2 separate regions of the Mus musculus genome follow, and region 2 is linked to region 1. The links are chromatin contacts, called in public HiChIP or PLAC-seq maps. All regions are on one chromosome and are shown on one strand. The core of a region is the stretch at or near the end of the contact, and the rest is flanking DNA. Distances in the headings are between cores, read along the strand shown. Region 1 has its middle 25 kb from the start of Gm33029. Region 2 overlaps Sox1ot (Sox1 overlapping transcript).

What was found. HiChIP or PLAC-seq counts read pairs in DNA pulled down with a chosen protein or histone mark.
Region 2: an H3K4me3 HiChIP or PLAC-seq map of embryonic forebrain shows a contact between it and region 1, with 2.9 times the contacts expected there. The contact joins two enhancer-like sites. A contact is called at or near these places in 4 of 115 datasets of contacts at active chromatin or transcription factors (embryonic basal ganglia, embryonic forebrain, embryonic midbrain and 1 more).

The regions. Positions count from the first base shown.
Region 1 is chr8:12,212,374-12,217,762 of GRCm38.p6, reverse strand. No RefSeq gene overlaps it. Among named protein-coding and RNA genes, the nearest start is that of Gm33029, 25 kb to the left of the region's middle. Within about 2 kb of position 3,317, at least 18 of the 459 cell types and tissues checked have an H3K27ac peak or open chromatin away from gene starts, as enhancers often do. A contact at or near this core is called in embryonic basal ganglia, embryonic forebrain and forebrain, where this site is marked.
Region 2 is chr8:12,398,373-12,403,761 of GRCm38.p6, reverse strand. The region is part of intron 1 of Sox1ot (Sox1 overlapping transcript); the gene reads right to left. Sox1 (SRY (sex determining region Y)-box 1) reads right to left here. Exons shown (of 1, transcript NM_009233.3): 1 at 4,207-5,389. Among named protein-coding and RNA genes, the nearest start is that of Sox1, 5.5 kb to the right of the region's middle. Within about 2 kb of position 2,446, at least 67 of the 459 cell types and tissues checked have an H3K27ac peak or open chromatin away from gene starts, as enhancers often do. A contact at or near this core is called in embryonic basal ganglia, embryonic forebrain and forebrain, where this site is marked.

The sequences.
Region 1 (5,389 bases), core at 2,068-4,567:
AGCCGACAGTCACTAGCCTGCACCCCTGTCTTCCCAGGCATCCCCAGCATTCAGAACCCCCAAACTACATGGTCAATTTGCTCAACCCCTATAGAGGGTATTAGGTCGAGTTTTCTTCAAGAGACCACATGACTTCCGTGCCCACCAGAGGTTTGAGAGACACTCGGCACTGTGTGGATTTTTTTTTTTTTTTTTTAGTGCAGCAATCCAATTGGACATGCATGTCTTCCTATAGATATTTACAAAAATTTTCATGGTGATTAATAATGTTGAATGTCTTTACAGGTTCATTAGCTGCTATTAGAACTTCTTTGGTGAGATAGCTATTGAAACCTTTCGCCTATCTTTAATTGGGTCATTTGTCTTTTTATTATTGAGTTTGAGAAGTTTTTTACGTGTCCTGGATGCAAGCCTTTTTCCTTCTTTCAGCCTGATACATGACCAGCAGACACTTCCTCCCAGGCTGCGCCCTTTCTTTCACTCTCTGTCCTTTGTGGGGCAGAACTTCAAACTTCTAGTGACATTTAATTTATCACTTTTTTGTCTTTTATGGACCACACTATCTGTGTCATACTCAAGAAATCTTTGCCTAACCTTACATTAAAAAAAAAAAAAAAATAGAAAAGTTTTGAATTGCAAGAAGAAGCAGGAACAAAGAGAGAAGACAAATGACTAACTGGATCAAAATATTTGAATTCATACTGGGGAGCGCCAATTCATCTAGCAGATAAGGACCTACAGATCCATGAGCACAAGACCAGCCATCCAAGAGAAGTCCCCAAGGGATGCTGGGAGACATTCGTTGTTGCGGCTCTCGCAGAAACTCCCAATGCACAAAAAGAACTGCAAATCTTACCCGAATTGACACACCCCTGCTCCCTCAGCTCAGCAGGGAAAGAGTTGTGAGTCTGACTGAGCTAGTGGGAGCTGGGGGGAGTGAGGAGACTGCATATCATGGGGTCTCTGTCACAGATCTGCAGAGAAAACGTGGCCAGTCCCTGGGGCCTGGGTGACAGGAGCCCTAACAGTCACCTGGAAGGACTGGGTTCTCATACACTCGCACAGCAGGGTGGTTTGAGGTCACAAGATACTATTTTATAAAGAACTGGAGAAGAGCTTGAAGGCTAGACAGAGGCATCAAAGGCTCCGGGGATCACGGTGCTGCGCTCGTTAATGACGTGCCCGTGTGTTGAATCACATTATACCCCATAAATACATAACCGGTGTGTGTCAGCGAAACCTTTACAACTATAAATGCACGTAATCTTGACCTAGAAATACTCTGGGAAATTAGTACTTTTACTCTACTGATACATGTGAGAAATATGTGTGTTCAAAGGGACTCACGGTGGCACCGGGCAGAACACAAAGTTCCGAAAGTTAATGAAGGAAGAGACCCCAAAAGAAGCCCAAGGCTCATCCAGGAAATCAGACAAAGGCTGTCCCCAGGTGAGGTCTTCCTCCACAGCCTGGAGTTCCGGGTGGGCTGAGCTCACGCGAAGCTTTCAGTCTAGTCCAAGATGAGAAAACAGGAGGAAAGGCTGAGACTGGCAATCAGAAGGGCAGAGCCCTGATTTTCAGGGGGGTTGCTATATTTGGTCTACTGAAACCCGTGCATGAATTGGTCATTCAAAAGAAAACACAGAGAAGGTTAGGAGAAAATAAGCACCAGGAAGATCTTCCAGACCCTGAGCCAGCTCACTAGAGGAAGTACATCACTCATAGAGTGCTCTGGGCTCCTGCTCTTGACCAAGTGTGCCCAGTATGCAGCCGTGCAGCTGCAGGAGGCAGGCCCAGGACAGTTAGCAATGTGTCCCAATTCAAAACTATAATCTAACCCAATGTAAATGACAATGGCTTGCATCAATGGCAAAAAGTCAGACATGCCTGGTAGCCTTATAACCCCTTAGTGTAGCTCTATACTTCTCTGTGGTGAGAGACACTGGCTTGTCCCCTCCCAGGTGCAAAGGGCCACCTCAGTACTTGTGGGTACTAACTGCCCATCCAGAACCTTCCTGTGAAGCCATCTTACTTCTTAGAACAAAGAGTACATTTGCTCATACTTATTTCCTTTATGTCTTCTACAGCCTTCGGTGGACAGTGGCTCTGGGAATTAGCTGAGGACCAGACTGAACTGGGGACCACGTACCTGCCTGACAGAAGCAGGGGGCTACACAACTCACAGGGTAGACTTGTCTGCTGTCCTGACTCCTCTCACCCCACCTGGCAGGAAGACGAAGCCATTTTGCCTCTGTGGTTCTCAGACCATACCTCCTTTTCGGCTTTGAGGGCAGGGCCTGCAGGCCTCTCTCCCTAACGCCAGTTATCTGGAGAAGTACAGATATCTGGAGGATGCACACACTTTCTGTACATCCAGGCCACCTCTGTTTCTTCCATGATAGTTCCAGAATGTTCTATGCCACCCCACCCCCACCCCAGTCAGTGTCACAAGTACGAGGAGCTGTGCTGGCTCAGACTGCTGTAGAAGGCTGGTGTGGAATGGCCCCCTTAAACTCTCAGCAACACAAATGGCTGCAGTAGACTTGTATAAGACCAGGGATACTAACGTTCCCCCATGGGGAGGAGTAAGCATGAGGCCCTGCCCCAGGGATACAAAAGCAGGTACTAGTTACTGAGACATTTTCCTTTGGGATACGGATGCTTTCAAGTTGTCTGTGCTCCTGTGTTCGGGCCTAATTAAACTCACTGTTCACCTGAGCTATAAAGACAGACTCTGAAGTCTTTTCTTCCTGTTCTACTCACGGTCTTCCTGCCCTCTAACATGCTTCTGCCAGAGGTGGGAGTGGGAGCGTCAGATCTCGGACCTGACAGCCTGAGCTTCTTCCCCTTTAATCAGAGTAGGGTGTGGGAGAGCATAACGCACAGCGAAAAGAACCAATGAGCTGGTGACGTCTGTACTGTGGCAGCTTCCCACCTCCCCTCCTGACCTGCATCCCCTTGCTACCGTATTCCCCTGCCACGCAAAAGCTGCATGCCTGCCTAAAATCGTAAAATCTCCACACACACACACACACACACCCACTTAACTCCTGGGCTCCTGAGCACCCCTCGGGGCACCCCTTCTTTCCCACTTCCATGGAGGCCCAAGTGCCCCCTCAGTCCTGATTACATTGTGCATGAATCATGTTTTAATGTTTGCTTTAATACACACAGAGTCTTTAAACAATAATAATAAGAGGAGAAAAAAATCGGCAAACAGCATCAGAGAGAGGAAATCTCTTTCTTAACATAGAAGCGGGTCTCTTGGCGTCACGGGGGAGAACTGAACAGCGAGCCTGACAACATAATTAGAAGATTGTTACTGGGAAGGGAGAGGCATTCTTTATACAGCTCCTGCTCTCTCAATAAGATTATCCTCCCTGAATAGCTAATCAGCTTTTTTCCAGTTCCCCAAATCCGGGGCTCGGGCTCCTCTCCCCGTTCTTCCCGCTCGCTTGCTCACTAAATGGCAAACGGTGACACCTCGGAGGGGAAATTTCAAGTGTTAACGAAATTTCAAGTGTTAACGGGATGTGAGCAAACATGGAGATGGAGGGTGCGGGGAGAGGGGGGCTCCGGAAGATTAGCAGCAATTTAGGAAGACGGCACTGTCACACCTGGGTTGACAGCGGCTGACAGGGGCTGTTGATCTCTGCTCCCACCTCAAATTTGAGTGTCACACTTCAACAGAAAAGAGCAGAGTGAAGGGATGCTTCCTGGAGTCAGAGTGGAATGCACAGCCCATGTTCACAGCACTTAGGACGAGCAAGGGATAGGTGGAGCAAGGGTCTACCCACCCACACCATCCATGCTACTAGCTCCCATCCAGAGGGCAAGCGACCAAGGGTCAGACAGTTGTGTTGCCCAGAGTAACCATGGAGCACTGGACTGCTTCTGGAAGGGAGGGTCTCTTTGCGACAATCCTGGAATCTTACAGAAATGACTTTTCAAAGCGGCTGAACCACTGCTCCAGTCTCCCTCCGCTGACACTGGTTTAAACTATGTAGCTGTTGCCTGAGCAATTCTGGATAACTGAGGTGGTGCTGGAAAACCACAGGACCAGCTGGATCTACTGAAGTATGGGAAGGACTCCCCTGTCAGTGGTCCTGAGAACTTCCGCATCCCTCACCCCAAGTACCACTAGGGTAGGGGATAAGTTTGCTCACAGGACCACTGCTGACCCGCTCCACTGCTAGCCTGTGTTATGGGAGACCAGAAAAGATGGATGCTGCCCCGCCCCTGAAGGACCAGAGTTGAAGAAACAGTTCAGATTTGGGCTGTGGATGTGAGCCCTGAGCCTGAGAGGAGGGAAGGATTTCAATGTCCACAGCCTGTCTGTGAACGGGGATTCCTCAACAGGGTCCCCTCCGTAGTTCAGAAGAGCCGCAGAACAAAAGCTACATTGTTACAACCAGATTGGGAAGGGAGGGGTGCTAGAGAGACGGGTTGCTCAGTGGGTAAAACCCTGAACTTCTCTTGCGCAGGACCTGATTTTGGTTCCCAGCACAGGTCTCAACCTCCTGTAACTTCAGCTCCAGGGGATTTGATGCCTCTGGTCTTCCTGGGAGAACTCAAAACAAGTGTATGTAACACACACAAACACACATACATACACACAAATAATTCTTAAAACAAACAAACAAATACATGCAGAGGTGTGGGAGGTGACCATCACATAGGGGACAGAGGTCATCCCACACACTCCATCATCTCCGATCACCTCAGCGCTCAGAGCAGAGGCAGCTCTAATTCCTCCTCTTAGAAGATCCCACTTCCAGCTTAATCGTGGTGAGTGACAGGCGCTTGCGCCTAGACCTTCTGCACTCTGAGCCCAGGCTCCCTAAGGACAATGTGGTGAGCTGGACCCCAGATAGCAGCACATACGTGCATGCCACCGCTCTAATGAACATGTGCACACTCCTTCATTCCGCCCGCCAAAGCAATAGCCACCTCTCTTGCTTTCTGGTCACAGAGACCTTGTCTGTGTGTGACTTGAGCTGTCCTTTTTCCACAGAGCAGCTGTAACCACAAAGCTGGCCTGGCCACAGTCTGTAGTGAGCATCTTGGCCCTGGTTGCTTTGGTTACTTTTTTTCCTTGGGGAATCTTTATGGCAAAGTCTTGGCTGACACCATGTCTACAATATGTATACCTATGTTTCATGAGACAGCCCTACCCATGGGCTTGACGTGGCTTCCTGTGACCGACCCTCTCCTTGTCACTTGCTCCCTGGAGGCTCATATCATGCAGGTACTAATCTTGCCTTGCCCCTTGATGTCCATGCTGTTCTCAGATGTCCAAAATGTCTCTGGTAGAATCTCCTCTGAAGCTGAGCACAGCCCCATTGAAGACCACACCACATCCCAGATGGCAGGGACGCCCTTTCCCATG
Region 2 (5,389 bases), core at 1,197-3,696, 190 kb before region 1:
GAGAAAGCTCTATTTTGTCAAGTCCGGAAAGCAGATGTCTTAGTCATCTTCTCCCTTCAGTTCTGTGTGGAAACAAAGGCCTGGGGTCCAGCTCCTTCACCCAACAGAGAGGCACGAGCCCTCCACTTAGTGACTGAGAGGTTTAGCTTATTAAAGCCTGAATCTGCTCAGTTTGCTCATTGGTTAAATATGCTCAGCTCACCTGGATGTCCCCACTTCTGCCACTTAGAAGCAAGACACTGGTCTCTTTAATTTCTTTTTTCTTTCTTAGACGATCCAGATGCTGACACTTAGGTGGCTTTTTTTTTTTTTAAATCTACAGGGAATTTTTGCCTGTGTGAAACTGGGGTCAGGTCTTGCACTGTGTGTGCCTCTTTTCACTCAGCTTGCAGACCTGACTGGAGTACCACCTCTGCCAAGTAGCATCCCTTCTTAGCATTTCCGGGGTGCTGGGAGAGAAAACACTGTCTGGGTGATGGCTCTTGTCAGTTTCCCCATTGTCAGGCCCAATCTTACGTTCCTCCACACTCACAATATTTCCCCACTGGGAACGCGCCTGACATTGCAATTTCTCACAACTGCAGCTCTGCAGTGAATGCCTAATTCCCGAAACTGCAAAATCTAACAAAAGCTGATTTTTTCCACTGATTTGACTGGCTGACTATTCCAAGGCTTTGCGTGTGGTGACCTGCTGTTCTCCACAAACAGAGTCTTTAATGTACCCACAAGGCTGTTCTGAAGTGGCCGAGGGCAATTAAATCCTCACGAGAAATCCGCAGGGCATTCAGGAAGACTCTAAGGCCACCGTCTCTGACACAGGCAAATTTCCCCAGAAGGTCACTTAGCATTTGCTTCTGCAGCATTCTGCTCTTCCACTTTGAACTTCGAACTCACAGCCTACTTTCTACCTAAGTGTGTGAGTCCACAGGGTGCGCCCACTGTGCAGGGATGTGCGAGTTTGTTATTTAAAACAAAAACAAAGAAACGCTGAAAACTGGCTCTGTCCTGTCCCTGCTGGTGGAGTCTGTTCATGTGCAGGTGAGAATTTAGAAGATTTGGCAATTTTGTGTTTTTTATTTGTCCTACCCAAACATAGGCTCTTTGTCTGTGCGTGTATATTACTTCCTTGGGCTTTTATATTTTCCACATTTGTCAAACATTATCAGTTAACCGATATCATCTCAGTAGGAATTCCCAATGGGGCGCTAAGGAGGACAAACCTATTTCCCTGTCCTCAGGCCTCCCTCCACGTTCCTGGTCTCCATCAACGTGAATAAATAGTAAATTTTGCCCTTTAGTATTTCACTCAACCAAGTCTGGCGACTAAACTGTCTTAGTAATGCCTTCCGTTCAATACCATCTCATCTATAGCTTGCAAAGACACTGTCCTTTCAATACCATCTCATCTACAGCTTGCAAAGACACGGATGGCTGTACTGAGTCTAAAATAATGCAGGGGTTACGAGAGGACCACTGAGTCCAGCTTCCAAGAACTTGCCCTTATTTTTATTTATTTATGTATTGCTACTCAAATAAACGGGACCTCTTGGGTAGAGGCCCGTGCAGCTTTCTCTTTAGACTCGAATCCCAAGGAATAGTACCCAGGAGGCACCCTAGACTTAGCCAGTGCAGACGGTTCCCTGAGAACGAAACCTTTGAAGGTAGCTAGTCACTGTCCAGGCCTAGACGCAGCCTGTGTCCGCTGTTGCCCAGAACCCAGTTCTGCCTGGAGCTGCTTGCCACTCTGTCTTTTCCTTGTCTTTGCTTGCCTGGAAACCCTGCTTCCCCTCCCCCTCTCTGCGCCCACTTGTTGCGGTCCCGCCTGGGACCTGCTTGGTTTCCCGACTGATTGTAAAAGGGTTTGGCTTGAGGCTGACCCCAGGTCAGGACTTTCTCCGCCATAACCCTGCAGTCTTTAACACACACCGCTCTTTTCTTAATTCCCCAACGGCCTTCGGGCAAGCGTGGGCATGAGTACGGTGGACGCCAAGCCCTTACTTGCCACCCCCGCAAGGACAGACAAGCTGGAAGAAAGCACCGATCGCCCTGAACCTGTGCCTACGATGGGGCGGCTGGGGAAGAGAGGGGCTGAGGAGGCGGGAAGCGGACCGAATACCAAGACAAAGGGAGGGCTTGGCAGCGCGTGGTGGAAAAGCCAAGCAAGAGCAGAGGCTGCAGACCGGAGGCTAGGGGAAGGGCAGGGATGAGAAGACTTGGTGGACAGGAAAGTGGTGAGAGGGACATGAGAGCAGAGCAAGGTGCGGGTCTCAGCGGACAGCAGAACCACAGAAGCACGGGTGACTTGGAACTCAGGAGGCAGCGTGGAAGATCCACTGGAGGCCGGCCCGCTCCCCCAGAGGTCCTGGCCTCAATGCCTGGGACGGAGGATGCTGTCCGCCGCCGCACTGCCCCGCTGGTTCTGGGGGCGGGTGAAGCTGGGTCCTGCCAGGCACAGCTGGAGAGGAAGGGCCGGGCGGGAGGGGGGAAGAGGAGGGCTGAGAAGAGAAGGAGGGGTGGTGAGGCTTCCCAGCTTCGAGCTGGGGAGGCAGGCTTGAGCTGCGCTGCAGGAGCCTGGACCAGTCCACCCGCCACCCGCCACCCCGCACAGAGGGACTCTGGCATTCTCGCCCCGGGGGCCCGCGCTGCGCCTCTCTCTTCCTTATCCGTCCGCCCTCTCAATCCCGCCAAGTGCTGCGCCAAGGCCAAGTCTGCTCTCCTCCTGAACTTTCCCAGGACTCTAACCTACGGTTAGATTCCACCGCGGGGCTCCCGGACACCCGCTGCGGAAGCTGGGTTGGGGAGAGGGCGTGACCACAAGAGCTCAGGGGCCCCGAGCCAGCAGTGCTGAACCCGGGCTGGACAGAGCTTGCTTTCCTGCGTCCCCAGAACATGAGTGCTGGGGAGGGCTTCTGGAATAAACTGGAATTTTCCGGAGACAGAGCTCGGCAGTGCCCAGTCTTTGTCGGGGAAAATGAAATGCGTGAATATGAGTGTTATTCTTCTCCCACACGCATGATTTTAATAGACCTATCAGTCACATCCCGACACATCTGCAGATCAGGCGCGCTGCGCCCGCAACTCCTTTAAAAAAATTAATTCGTTTCATCTGCCTACTAGTGCGTTTGAGGGAGGGTGTCAAAGTCTCAGTGGCAACAATAAAAAGGGGCCAGTGAGTTTTTTTTTTTTAAGTGAGCAAAGAAAGGGGAATAGGAGAGAGGGAGGGAGAGGGGCAAGGGGGCGGAGGGGGGGCGACCACCAGGCAAACCATCCCGCTCAGTTTACCCGTGGGTTAGAAGCCACCCAGGCGCCCTACACGAAGTTATGCAAACTTTATCCACGCTTCGCAAAGATCCTGCCCCATTCTCCACACAGAGTTTTAAACAAGATCGCACTAATAGAAGGAAACACCGCCCGAACTTTGGAAGTGAGTTATCTGGTAATCATAGCCATAAAAAAAAAAAACAAAAACAACAACAACAAAAAACCCTCACTTGAATAAAAATGTGCATGGCTCGGTAAGGTACTGAAACTACCCTTGAGTTGGGCTCTAAGTAAGACCTAGGAGAAAATTCTCTCCATTTATTTAAAATGGAGAAAGTTTGTCTGTCTGGATCTGGCCTCGATCTTGAGAGAAGCCCCCCCCCCTCTGTATTGTTTTCAAATTAAGTCATTAGAGAATTTCTCCTTGTCTTTCACATCAGTAGAACCCAAAGGAAGGTGGCTTGAAAGCCTGGCACAAAGAGTTCTTGTTCACTGGGTAGAGCTCAAGTAGGGAGCACAAACCTCTGAAAGTCTTGGGGTGGGGGTGGGGGCTGAGCTGTCTGATACTAACAAGATGACTAACTTTATGTGGGGTGCTTCACTTAAAGTGGCCATAACTCCTATGCACTGAGCCCTGGTTTAGTTGCCCCCAGCCAAGGCACACCAGGAACTCCAGAAGCCCAGGCAAAACAGAGGTGAGTGTGGCCACCTTTGATTCTCCCTAAATAAAGAGCAGGGTGGTGTTGGGGGCCAGTCTGCAAAGGTCTTGGCGTTTTAAGGGGGAAGTGGGTTGGACTCTAAACACTCTCTAGAATTTCCCTGAGGCTATTGGGGCATTTCTTCCTAGACTGCCACAGAGTGTGGCCTCCCTCCTGGACTCCTAAGCGGTAGGCTAAGCAGCTCTAGAAACAACAAAGCAAAACCCTAAAAGAAAAACAAAGAAAGGAAAAAGGGAGGGGTGTTCTTTTATTACCTCATCAGAAAGCAGTGGGCGTCATTCTTGAATCTCTTGCAATCACTTTAAGGAATGAGGGGTTTAAGCAAAATCATTAAATGACTTTAAAAAAAATCACACGTGTCACTTGTAATATTAGCATTTATACTGAAAGATATTCTCCAATGTAGGTTGAGCTCTGGTCTTACTGAATTGCTAGATTAAGTCCACTTTTGAATGGCTAGTCCATATTCATTCCAAGAAAAGAAATTGGGAAAAAATCAGGGGAAAGGATGCTGAAAATAGTATCATTCCCCATCTGGACTTAAAGAAAATTTCCTTCAAAAATAGAATTTCATTCTAATGTCATGATTAATTTTAAAACATATTTGCTACAGTATAACTTTTAAATGCAATATTTAATGCTGTCAGATTACTTGAAGACAAAGTTTTACAGGGAACTTTAAATTCCAGGGGGGGGGGACCTGCAATATACCAATAAACACCTAGAAAAAATATAATTAAAAATATTTAAAGCATCAAACAACCTCAAGATCTGGTCAGGAATGATAAACACAGCATTCTGTGTTTACATTCCCTGGCAATCTGCATCCCGGTTCACACAGGAGAGAGTGTGTGTGTGTGTGTGTGTGTGTGTGTGTGTAAGAAAATCGGTAGAATTATGTTGGATTTTCCCAGAGAGGAATCGGGAGGGGATGGGATAAGACCTGGGTGAGAGACTCTGTGGTGGTGAGGTCTGGGTCAGGATTGCTTCCTTGAAGCACAGGAAGATAATTTCACTTACAATTCCAATTACAGAGAAATCAAAGGCACGCTGTCTTGGCGGTGGCTGTTGTCCCTATCCTTGGCCTTGTCCCACCACTGAGCACAACCCATCCTCCTTCTGAGACCCAGCTGCCTCAAAACTGCTACAGTATGCAAAAGGCAGAACCACAGGAAAGAAATGCAAAAAAAAATAAGCCAGGGCCATGGCAGTTAAAACGCTAAACCATTAGGAAGCATTTTGTAATTACTTCCCTTCTGTGTCAACTTGAACTCTACAAAATAATCTATGGAGTTTAAGATTTCTCTTTCCCCACCGAATAAAGTCACGGAAACGCTGCACTCCGCTTGGTGGGATTTCCTTACTCTTGGGCCCTGCAGATAATTTCTCCTCCAACAGATTGCTAATTG